Regions from separate parts of the Zea mays genome. Here region 1 is linked to region 2. A link is a contact called in public Hi-C data. All regions are on one chromosome and are shown on one strand. Each heading gives the region's core, a stretch centred on a gene start, on an enhancer-like site or on the middle of the called end of the contact. The rest is flanking DNA. Distances are from core to core; before and after follow the strand shown. Region 1 holds the start of LOC103633061 (GTPase-activating protein gyp7). Region 2 holds the start of LOC542005 (anther-specific protein 3).

Evidence for each region. Hi-C and Micro-C count contacts between places; a contact is called where the count stands out from the background.
Region 1: a Hi-C map of tassel shows a contact between it and region 2, with 3 times the contacts expected there. The contact joins the promoter of LOC103633061 here to the promoter of LOC542005 in region 2. A contact is called at or near these places in 5 of 25 Hi-C or Micro-C datasets (bundle sheath, ear, leaf and 1 more).

What each region holds. Positions count from the first base shown.
Region 1 is chr7:147,949,650-147,955,967 of Zm-B73-REFERENCE-NAM-5.0, reverse strand. LOC103633061 (GTPase-activating protein gyp7) reads left to right here and starts at 4,520. Exons shown (of 5, transcript XM_008654744.3): 1 at 4,520-5,021; 2 at 5,916-6,051; 3 at 6,243-6,292. The coding sequence starts at 4,795. It also overlaps the pseudogene LOC100278168.
Region 2 is chr7:147,776,526-147,782,988 of Zm-B73-REFERENCE-NAM-5.0, reverse strand. It overlaps LOC542005 (anther-specific protein 3), which reads right to left and starts at 3,041. Exons shown (of 2, transcript NM_001111653.2): 1 at 2,613-3,041; 2 at 2,201-2,457. The coding sequence starts at 2,937. The coding sequence ends at 2,453. It overlaps LOC100274090, which reads left to right. Exons shown (of 10, transcript NM_001148469.1): 9 at 567-623; 10 at 1,759-2,085. The coding sequence ends at 1,872. LOC100193125 reads left to right here and starts at 5,067. Exons shown (of 6, transcript NM_001138285.1): 1 at 5,067-5,914; 2 at 6,026-6,090; 3 at 6,252-6,296. The coding sequence starts at 5,767.

The sequences.
Region 1 (6,318 bases), core at 3,271-5,770, 170 kb before region 2:
TAAATTTTAGTATTAGAAGTGTGGTTCTGCTTGAACTCATCTTCTGCCCTACCCAGCCTTGTAACCCTGCTGTTGGTGGCCCTGCAAAGTCTCAACTTGTCCATGAGGTAGATGCCCTTGGTGGTGAAATTGGAAAAATTACTGATAGGTACGAGTTCAAACGTCTTGTTGTCTGGAGAATGAGTTTCTCTGAGTGCAAATGGCTGAGAGTCCAAATTTTGATTGCTAGTTAATCAACAAAGATATCTTAGCATACTGATTGCATCTTCTTCTGATAGGTGCTACTTGCAAAAGCGTGTACTGAACAGCTCAAAAGGCCCTGCTGTACGTGCACTGCGTGCTCAGCCTGATAAGAGAGAGTATGCAATAGAGATGAAGAACAGTGTGGAAAGGTCAGTGTATACTAAGTTGCTAACTTTACTTGGATTTATAATCTTGTCTGGCACCTCCATAAGTGGTTAGTGCTACATAATTTCTGAATATGCTTCGTTTAGCTGACCTCATTTAAGTTATGTTAATTTGATCATCATTTCATAGCTTGTTAGGTTGTACTCACAAAATTGTGATATTTGGTTTAAAATATATCAAACATGACACCTTCTCAAAATTTGGCACCGGATATTGTTGTTACTGTATTAAGATCATGGTTCTGCATGGCTAGTCTTAAGTTCTCAATGTAGTAAAAAACACTCAAGGTAGATGTAAATATTTTAATCTTCTGACATAAGAGTTTAGCATTTTTTTCTGCTTGCCAACTTTTGTCATGCTTTGCTGATGTTTCTTATCGTTGATCGCATGTATTGTGATAGATTTCACATTGCTTATTGACTATTTTGTGTACTATGCTTCAGCACAGAAAATCTTTTCATTAGAGAAGCAATGGCTACAGAGGTTTTAATTGGAAAAAATGACACCATTGAGGGTGTTTGCACTTTCTTCAGCATGGACTTTATGCACCATCTGTTGTACTTAGCACCAGAACATTCATGAGTGGTAAGATTTGGATTGGTAGGACATCAATGCCTGCTGGGCGAGCTGGAGAGTCAGCTTCTCATGGACTAACTGAAAACTTGCAGTTTCTGGGGCCAAGCTGCTCGGCTCCTGGGGCGTGGACCTCCCCATCAGGCCGCTGCACACGCTCCACCTCTACTGGCGCGTGAAGCCCGGCCAGGAGCAGACTGTCTCGACGAGCGCCGGGTTCCCGACCTTCTCCAGCTACGGCGACCTGCCCGTGTACGGCGCGCCGTCGCTGGAGCTCCCGGGGCTCATCAAGATCAGCTGCATTAGATCTTAGAGTACACTGTTTTACACAATTTGGAGTTGTTACTACTATCAAGCTTTAGACTTTAGACTTTGGAGTACACTGTTTTTACACTGTATTAAGCTTTAGCCTTTTATGCTACAGTGTGTAAAAAAGCAAGCTTTAGACAGTTAGGCTAATCTATAGACAGTGTAAAGCTTGATTTTTTGACAATACAGTTCAAATTCTTAGAACAATGCGGTCTGAAAGTTTAATACAGTTCTGACAATAGAGTTGAGTACACTGTTTTGAGGCTAATATGTCAAGCTTAGATACCAGTTTGTCAAGCTTGTTTAAGTCCAAATTTGTATTTACTTAGTTGTGTAAATTGGGTACAATTTGAAGACTGTTTTAGTTGGTGTAGAAATTGTGTAGAATTTCTAGATAGTTTTATGTTGCTCGGTGTGAGACGTGTAAATTGTGGCTTCTGTATTTTTTATGCCCAGTAAATACTATCAGTAATTATGGCTGAGTCGGTACAGGAAACCAAACACGAGCTCATTAAATCCTGGCTGAATCGATACACGAAACCAAACACGTAACAAATTAACTACTTGCATCTATGTATACATGCTAGGCTCAGCCTGCATCTGGGCCTGAACCAGACTCAAACCAACCGGACAACCAATCAGACGCTATGATTCAAAATCTGACACGTCCTTTTGTTTTCGTGTGAAGTTGTACTACTTGTTCTGTCTTTTCATCTATTTCAGAATTAATTACTTTTCCCATGTGCATTTGGATCTCATGATGAAACTGATGGCAATCTGAAAAAAGACTAGCGTAACATACATTCGATTGCTTAGGAATTATTCAGTGTCTTTGATGTCTGTGTCTCTAATCCTTGCCTGTAGTTCGAAGAGTGACACAAAAATGAACACATTTGTATATGTATCATCGCAGTTTAGGCTATTTCCATGCATTGTGGCATCACTGCAATCTGTGGTATATAATGGGTTCTGCGTTTCTATTGCAGAAAAACAACGGGCTCACATATTTATTAGTCTATAGGGCACCTACAAATTACAATAAGGGCTCGTTTGTTTTGTTGGAATTGAATTCCATTTTAATAATTATAATTTAGACAAAACTAATTAAGTTTATATATTTATATATGTAATATATTTGTATATTATCCTAAATCATATGAGAGCGATAGTTATATACTACATTTATGTTATAGAGGCGCAAGTAGAATAATGTGATATAAGTTGTACATCGGAAAAATAGCATGTAAATCTATAGAATCAATTTCCATCTCTCACCCCATGGATTTGAGGTAGGCTTATATGATAACTTTGGAAAGTGGTGGAATGTCATATTCTAAAAAATAGCATGTTCCATTAGTAAGATTCCAATTCCTCGAAATGAAAGGAAACAAACGGGGCCTAATAAGAGTCAGGTATAGACTCTACGCCATTTCATACTGAATGTCCCACATGTACGATGTTCTCTATACATATATCCTCTCTTGTTAAGAGAGATAGAGGGGTTATGTTTCTCATGCACTAGGACGCACAAAGATCTTAGCTCCCTTCTCTTCTCCCTAGCTCAAAGTATTGCCCTCTCTCTCTTCCCTTGGCATCTAATACTAACTTAAAGGGAGTAGTAAATGCCCTATAATTTTAGTGCGCCATTAATTATGTATGATATATATATATATAATTAAATTATTTAAGTGAAAAGATGGATAATAAATTCACCTTGGTTCACTGTAGTTAGCAGTCGTCGTAGCCCATTAAGTCCAATCCGTCTTCCTAATTCCCACCCCCACCTTGCCTACCGGCCCAGGGTTCACCCCATTCTCTTTTCCCTCCTCGAGACCTCACCCCGTAAGCAGCTGTCATTCTCGAGTTGTCGGAACACAATTCACAATCGACGACAATCTCCAGCTCACCGAGGCGGAGCGTCCGAGCAATGAGCGATTGGTCATGCGCGACAGCGAGATAACTACCAAGAGGCACAGCAGGGCGCGACTGTGCAGTGCAGGAATCTTGATAAGCATCGACACCGAGCAATACACTGTCGAGCGCCAAAGCCGACCGTTGAGCGGCACTGACTTAACCCTGATGAGAAATAGAATGGACGACCAGTACTTCATTTTGGTTACTTTTTATTGAGCATGATTTCGTTTTACATGTTAAAGGTAATAACGTTATTAGACACTATGAAGCCATGAAAGATCGCAGAATAAAAGTCAATTTGAATATTTTATCTGTTTCCTATCTTATTTAATTTGATGAGACATGAAACAATTCTTATTTAAATTATGAATTTATTGTATTTTATAAAAAAATGCATTTTATTTTATTGAAAAATACCCTGTCCCTAAATCTGCCTCCGGCCTGCCCTGAGTTGTGTTAAACTGGCCGGTCCTTAAGAATTTTATGGAAATTATGCAGCACTACCTGCCAACAATTATTTGCAATCCATTTTGACTATAATTTTTGCATGCATCATGGACTATTATATGATTAAATTATATGGTCGTTCCAGTGTGACGTTTCTAGAACCGTGTCACGACTCACGACCGGTTCAAAAGCGTCGGTCCACGGCAAGTAGAAGCTTCTCGTGTGTTTTTTTTCAAAAGCAAAACCCGTTTTTGGGTTGCGTGGCGCTCATCCGACGCACGGCCAAGTTATGATTTTCCACGAGCTAAACGTGTCGTCTAGGGAAGTCAACCCGTCTCGTTTACCTTTGGTAACCTCATTTTTTTTTTGTCTAACGTAGAAATGGTCAAAGATATATCTCATTTATAGGATATAAAACAGATCAAGATAAGACGGCTAATAAATGTCTAGTGGTCGCATGAATTCACCTGGTATCTTTTCTCAGGACGATTTTTTTGCTTCCAAATTAACCGCGTGGATTTGGATTTGGTCGCCCAAATACTCCGTCTGAAATTCTCAGTGGTCAATACTAGTACGGATTAGGTTCTGGTTCAGAATCAAGATCCACCTGCCGCTTGTATCCCAAATTCCCAATCGGATAAACTTCATCGATAGTTGACCATGAAAGCCTTCTAAAATTTCAGGAAGGCAATATTAAATGCTGGAGCATTTTTTTATTGATAATTCAATGCTGGAACGTTGAGTGTCCTACTGGTACAATGCAAAGGCCCAAACCGGGAAGCGGTAGGTCTATCATCTAATACCCTCACTGACCTATGGACCCCGCAGCGACACGGCCATGAAAGACCCCACATGGCAGGTTCCAACAGGGCCCGTCCAAACGCGCACTGCACCCACTCCAACTCTCTGACTCTCTCTCCCCCCCTTTATTGGCGTCATATGACTCTCTCCCTAGTCCCTACACTTTCTCCCCCGTGTCCCGTTGCTAAAAGCTTAGAGAAAAACCTAATCGGACAGCACTGTGGCCAAGCAGGGCGCGGGAGATCGTACGCCGGCGGCGAGGTCCTGCGGTGGCGGGCCTCGGCAGAGTGGTGGTGCTAGCGGAGTGCAGCTGTTGGGTTGGTGGGTAAGAGTGAGAAGGACATGAAGGCGCTGCGGCGATCCAGCACCTCGTCCTCGCCGACGGCCGCGTCCTCCCCTCCGTCCTCATCGTGGATCCACATCCGGTCGCTCCTCGCCGCCGCCGCGTCCTCGTCCTCGTCCTCCTCCTTCGCAGCGGCTGCGGCTGGGAGCGCGGTGGCTGTGGTGTCGGCTGCGGTGGCCGCCTCGTCTTCTTCCTCGCCGGCGTCGTCCTCGCCGCACTCGGAGCGGTAGGTTTCTCCCTTCCGATTGGCCAAAGGCGGCGCCTTTAGGATTTTAGGTGCCTCATATTCGGTTCTTGTTACATGAGGTTCATTTGGCTGCTGCTGATCTAGTTCTGTGCACCCTGCACGAGCTTGCTGGTTGTAATTTGTGATGTCAATGGGGCCTAGGTACTCAAATTAGGGTGTTTTATGTGCTCTTGATATAGTAATGATTTAGATTGCATCATAGAGTAGAGGTGTGCGTGGATTGATTGCTCGGTGCACTTCCACGCATGTGTGAATCCACTGTGCCATCAATAGGTTGTCAAGGCCATGAACTAGTAACGTCAGTGTGGTTATTTTCAGTTGTGTTCCTTGTGACATGATGCTTCCCTCGTGTTTCTGAATCTAATCAAGGTCTATGTGGCTTTACTTCTAGATCACTGACACCTCTAGGGAGTAACATCACACCTTGTGCAGTCTCAAGCTATAGTTCATAATGTTAGACTTGCATGTCGTGTCTGGTTGTTTATCACTAACCTGTTTCCAGTTCGTTCATCCAGGGACAATAAGACTGTCATAAGCAGTGCCCATTTATTTACAAGCAACTAGAGGAAGTTGTTCCCGTGCTAAGTTCATTTGATAAACTAATCAACCTATTCCATCGAATCTTTCTTTTTGTAACTCGGTTTATTTCTTGTACATGCTGTATTGAGTTTAGTATTGTATGTTCAAATCTTGTTTAAGATGTCATAATGAGGATGTGAACTTTAGATAGACCAGTGGATGCAGTGTGTGCATCATGTAATACTGAAGCATGTTACTGTCGATTTAATCTCTCAGTTGACATGCTGACATTATTGTTGTTGATCTATCTGACTGAGTATACCATTTGCTGGAATATACCCTATATATTTACAGGGGTGGTCTTAAATCTCCATGGTCCCGGAGGAAAAGAAAACGAGCACTTTCTCGTGAACAGTGGGAGAGTTTGTTTTCAGCAAATGGGAAGCTTCGTGATGGTGGAAGGAAGTTTCTCAAGAAAGTTCGCAGTGGTGTAAGTGCAGTGTTTATTCATTTTCCATCCAAATCATCCAGATATAGGTTGCATCAGAGATTCATAGTTGGCTATCTATTGCATGTAGTTAAATACACAGTCATGTTGTTATCTCTTCTGTTATTGAAGTGTTTTGTATCTTAGAGTCCAACTGCATTACTGACATAAATGCCCCTCTTCTATTGTACCAGGGCATTGAAGCAAGCATTAGGGCTGAAGTTTGGCCCTTCCTACTAGGAGTGTGAGTTACTTGATCTCTTTTACCTA
Region 2 (6,463 bases), core at 1,792-4,291:
ATTTTGAGATGCTTGAATCCAGAACAAAAACTAGGGATGAAAGTGGGTATCCAAATTGTTAGGATAAATTCAATATTTAATATATATACACACATATAGTGTGTGTGTGCGCTCGTGCGTGGGGGTGTGGGGGGGGGTGGGTGTGTGTGTGTGTGTGTGTGTGAAATTTGATGGTAATCTTTTATTATGTTATCAAGCACATTATTACAAATAAGAATAGAATTGTGCATAAATTTTTTTATATTATTTGTTCCCTACAGCAAAAAAGTTGAAAAATATTTGTATCTGAATTTTATATCTACCATTTAAGATATATGATAAATTTGAGATTTACCTTTTATGAATCTTTACAAGCCCAATGCTAAGAACAAGAATATGAATTTGCTTAGCATATTCTATATCCTATTTATTCCTAATTAAAGAAAAAAGATCAAAAAATGATTTCTGAATAAGTATCCATTTTCACCCCTAACAAAAACATATGCTAGCCGAGTAGCCGTCTTTCCTTCTTTTTTCTTTATATTTTATATCCAGTGATTAATACTTTCTTGCTGGCTTGCCTGCAGTTCCTATTTGATTTCTTAGACATTGGGAGGACTTGCAAGCCAGGGACCTACAGATTGGTAATTGTCTACCATTCGTTTTTAATGAAATTTTGTGTTAAAAATAACTTGTCAGTTTCCTGTTTTCTCAAATAAATCAGATCGAGTTGCTTTATTCATAAGTCAGGGTATGCTACTACGTGGCTTTTGAGCGATGTTTCATTGTCTCATGGATGCTTCTGTAGCATTAAACGTGAGAGTTTAATCTCACCACAACAAGCATGGGTGATCACAAGAAATACAAAACAGCCAACTAACCAAACATTATATTAGCAAATGCAACTTACTTATAACATGGCAACCAAACACAAACACATTGTGCACACTTATGCTGGCTTAGTCTATCCTGCATTAGACCCAATGCAGTGAATTGCTAGTGCAAGCAACCAATTGCTCCCGTAGTGTTTCCTTTTGCTTCTATGAAGGCTATGAACTGTCAGGGTTTATTCTAGTGATCTATTTATCTATCAGTCTTACTTTGCTTCCAGGCCATCACTTTCCTATGTCTGATATTCTTAAGAAATGTTATAAGTAGTTAGGTTGGTTTCATATCATTGCTCTGAAATGGTTTGCAGAAAAAATAATAGAAACCGAAATCCCCTTGGGACCCTTCTCATTTCCCAGGGTGAGTAATCCCTAGGGGTAACATTTGAATAAGATATTTAGTTACATGTGGGGGGTTTTCCCTCCCTAGGTTTAGCCTTCCAAACTAGCCCTGAAACTCGTGCTTTCCTGGGAGCATTCGGGCAAAATAGTAACTCCCTCCGTTCCCAAATAGTATTCGTTTTAGTTATGATTTTTCTTTCTATATTCAAATGGAGGATGATGAATCTAGACACCCATAAAACAAATATTGTATGAATCCACTAATTATCTAAAACGAATTTTCATTTGTGACAGGGAGTATATATTTGGCTGGATGGTGTTTTTTTATTATTGTACTCATGCATCATCTATGGCCATTACATTACAGTTAATGACTGGTGACCAGGCAGCTATCCTTGTTTGAAAGTCCCTGATCCAGAGTTCAAGTCTTTTTAACTATGGAACATTGACGCGTAGTCAATTCTTTGACGAGTTTTCTTGTGGCACCTTTTCATTCTACTGTTTAAATCCGCCCAGCCTTGTACCTTTTTCAACATTTCGTATCATGCAGGTGAGGACATACCCAAGGCGCACGTTTACCAACAGCGAGGGTGACGTATCATTCAGTGATCTTGGCCTAACAAGCAAGCAGGAAGCCCTGTTTCTAGAGCAGATCACGGGGTAGAGGATAATCGTTAGGCATGGTTAGAGATACCACAGCTGGGCAGGAGAATTTTACACAAAATACTTGCACCATATCGCCAGTGAAAACTCGGTCTGTCAAATTGGTTGGGTTGGTCGAAGAAAGGTTAAAAATTCTTTTGTGGCGCCATGTGTCGTGACGCATTGCGCTTTGCATGCAAATTGGTTGGGTTGGTCGAAGAAAGGTTAAAAATTCTTTTGTGGCGCCATGTGTCGTGACGCATTGCGCTTTGCATGCTTTACGTTATTATATATATGCGTGATACTTTATACCTACGCATGCATGATGATTCGTTTCAGTGAGCCCTGCTGTGCAGAGTGGGTTCTGTATTATTGTTGGTTCTTTGAATCAAAGCGATGTTGCACATTGCACAGCCACAGGCCGGTCGTGTGCGTACAAGATCGCAAAAGGGCACGCGACCCTCAAGAGTTTGCTTTAGCATTCACTACGAATGACGGAATGAGGACACCGAGTCGACTCGACGCCGGTGGCCTTTTATTATTCAGCGTGTTTGGATCCCTTGCCTTTTGCCCAGTGCATCGCACTGGCTATCATCAGCTCATTACTCTGCACGCATGACAGCAAAGAGCAAATCATCAGCACGGCATATAAAAAACGACAAATAAAGACACATTTTTCATGCGTGGCGGATGGCGGCATGGCGCAGTGTGTGTCATTCATGGCGGATCAGCACGACAAATAACTAGAGATGGAGGCCTTACGGCAGCTGACTGGCGGGAGGCCGCACTTGGCCGGCAGGCTGTTGATGATGCTGAACGTTCCGCAGGCGCAGTCCCTGGACACGGCCCCCAGCGCGGAGCAGCACTCCGGCCCGGGCGCCGGCGGAACCTGCCCCGGCAAGGGTGGCACGCTGTAGCGCAAGCAGGGGGCCAGCCCGCGCAGCTGCCCCGCGCACGTCTGCTGCGCCTCGGCGCCACCGCCCAGCCCCGCTGCCAACACCAGGAGCAGCAGCAGGGACAGCGCCGCGGGCAGGCCGCGCGGCTGCACCTTGCCGCCGCCGGCGGCTGTCGTCGTCGTCGCCGTCATTATTCCAAACTGAAAAGCACCGGCCGACCTGACCGTCGTCTCGCGTACGCGGACCAGCAGCGTGCGTGCTGCTTCGCACGTACTGGCTCTGGACTGGGTCGCGGTGTGCGTGTGCCGTGTGCGCGCGCTAACGGCGGGATTTATAGGCGTTCATTAGTGACTGTGGCCTCGAGAGCGACGGCGGCGAGCCTCGCGTTGCTCACCTACGTCTACGTGCGCGGCGGCCGCGCGTTTGGATGGAGGAGCGCCTTGCATCGCAAGCGTGTGAGCCACCGAACGTGTCACACACGCGTCGCGTACGCAACTTGCTCGTGGGCTCGGTTGGACTGACGTTTGGAGCGGCAACAAACAAGATGCCATGATCGCGATGTGTTGGGCCAATGCGGCGGGCATCGCGACGATCGCGGCCCATCCAGCAAGGAGGCGGCGCTTTGAGTTGGCGACACACATTGGCTATCACGAGGCTTCATGGCCCAACACATGTACAGTACGAATAACTGAACCTCGCTAGGGGGGAAACCGGGAAAAGCGGTAGTACCTCGGTCTACAAATACAATCAACATTCCGCAAGTTGAACGCTCCTTTCATCGGAGCTAATCTTTATATTGTTCTAACCATAATATTGAGATCGAGTTGTGTTTTTAAGTTGTAATTTAGGTTTTGTCTATTCATCTCTCCTCTAGCTAACTTTCACTATGACCGACTGATCGATGGAGTTGCCGAGCGATCGCCGTGATTGTTATCGGCTGAAGTGAGACTAGGCCAGTCGATGTTGACCACGGTGTTGGAGCACGCATGGTTAGTGACCTATCTTGATTGGTATCTACCATCGGTAGCTGACTTGGCATTACATGATTGGTCGGTGTTATTTTTTTAAAATTTTCAAAAAGTCTAGAAAAATAAAAAAAATTGAATCCACCAGGTAAATAGAGGGGTGCAAATAGAAATTTACAAATAATTAAACAAAAGCATCGTAAATAGCAATATAGAACACATATAATTATTTTGAAGCACACCACATATAATTTTTAGAAACACATAGTTCATAATGTAATATCAATTCATATTTTCATATGTTCACATCTTTTAAAGAACTCCATTCAGTTCCAGTGGCATAAACATAACATAACTATATAAGTCAGGCCAAACAATAGTAAAATTCTAAGTTTGAACAGCCACACTTGACAAAATAAAATTTAGTATATGTTTAAACATCTAATGAGCATTAGACTTAAAGAGAAGTAATAAAAACCAGCATTTGGTAATCACCAAAATCATGTGTGAAAAAAGATTTAAAGTTAGTATTCTAAGGTTTATTGACTCCCGTAAGTGAAAAGTCAGATCCAGATTCATTTTGTTAGTCCCTTCGTCTCAAAATATTAGTCGTTTTAGCTCTTGATTTTTACGTATACATTTAAATAGAGGATGATGAATCGTGACGCATATATAAAATAAATACATTCTTTATTATATGAATCAACTAAAATGGTAAAACGAATTTTATTTTAGAATGAAGAGGGTATTATTTTACGGAACAGATGTAGACATATAGGTGAAATTTTACATCTAAACACATCCATTGGGTACGATTGATGGCTACGTATAGCACAACAGCCACTCGAGGAGCAGTCGAAATGGGTTTGAGTGCCAAAATCCTGCGAGATCCATCACCTGGAAGCTACTGTTCTGGACGTACCTCTTGGTTTTGCTCGTGCGCTGTGAGCCACACCACAGCCACTATCTGTGCGACGAAGACCTGCCACCGGTTTGGTGAGTTTACAACTCCCCTTGATGCCACTTGTGAGTGAACCTAGCAGGCTAGCAACCTAAGCACATTATTAGTATTTAATTTGCTAAACAAACGCTGCAAGGTGATGTGACGTGTTCATGGACAGCTAATTCCAGATGCGTCATTACAGCATCCGTAGCTTATCCTGCGGATTAGGGCTTATAAAATCGAGTTTAGTTAACGAGAACGATATGAAAAATGAAGCAGTTGCATAGTTGAGGACTTGAGACAAGAACAAGGTCACCGAGAAACAGAAAAAAAAAAGAACAAAAAGGAAGACAGCGAAGTTGTCTACATCACTTGACTTGCGAGCGACCGCGGCTCACGTCGGCTGCATAAATTGCTTCGTAGACTAGTACCACACAGTTTGCGAGAAGGGGAGAGGTAGAGGTTCCGAGGTAGAGAGATAGAGAGGAGGAGAGGGAGGGCGAGGCGGCGGATCCGTCACTCCGTTCTTCTCCGCTGATCTGGAGGAAGGAGGCGAGGTACGCACTGCTATCTCCTTCCAGTTCGTTCGAGAAGACGGTCGTTGGGTGATTCGGCGGGCGCTCCTGTTCTGTAGTAAAGTTGTTTGTTTTTTGTCTCTTGTATGTTTGGTTTCTTGATCGGAAACAGAAGTCCCAAATTCTTTCTTTTGCTTGGTCAAGTGCCAATTGGGAGGCAGAACGGAAGACAGAACCTCCATGCGAACTTTAGTCGCGCTGATTTCGATGGAATCGGAACTGATTTAGGTGTATTTTAGCTCTGATTGTTCTTGGCAGGAGTACAATTTTAGTAGCACCGTTTGATGGTACGGTTCTTCTGGGTGGTAAATTGCCCTTCCTGCGACGCGATGTCAGACTTCGATCTCTGTTGGAAGACGCTAGACATTGCAGACATAAATATTTTTACTGCAATCATGAGCTCGAAATCCAAATGTTAATCAGTTCACAGTTCAGACAATCGCTTGAACATGTTTAAAAGCTGGACGAGGTTTCATCTACTCGATTGAATCCTCGTCTTCGCCGCTAAATCGTTGCAGGGGAGTTGCAAATCCATCAATGGCCACTCCAACCACCTATTCAGTCCGCATATCCTCGGAGACCCACAAGATTGAAGCCTGGGTGGTGTCTGACGAAGCTTTGGCCAGGCAACTGCAGGAGGAGGAGAACACGCGTGACGCTGCTGCCGACACCAGAGAAGTCGCCGGTAACAGCTCTCTGAATCTCCCCCTTATTCAGAAGTGATTGCGTTAGTTACTTAGCTGTAGTCAACTAACACGGTCACTGGCCACATGTCCATCCTTCATTTTCTATTCAGGCAATGTACCCTTGGAGTCATCGTCACCGGCTGTTGAGTACAGGCCTGCACAGAATGCAGCTCAGGTTTGTTGTTTGGGCACTCTTGTCTTTGAACCTTTTGGTTCATTGGGATTGTCGTCTTACTCTTACATGAAAAAGACTCCATTTGTCTCAACTTACTCTTACACGAAAAGGACTCCATTTGTCTCAACTGGAAATGTGACGATGATTTGTATCCACATTAGGTTGCAAGGGAAGACAATGTGGACCCAGATAATATGTCATATGAGGTATGCTGATATTGTTTCCTGTGATGGAGTGGAAAGAATGATATGAAACTCTCATCTCATGTAGGATATGCTAGTAGGCAGTAGCAAAGAGAAATTATTTTCGGAATTTTTGTAGTAGAACAAATAGCTTGGAATGGAATGAATGATCTGAAATTCTCATCTCATGT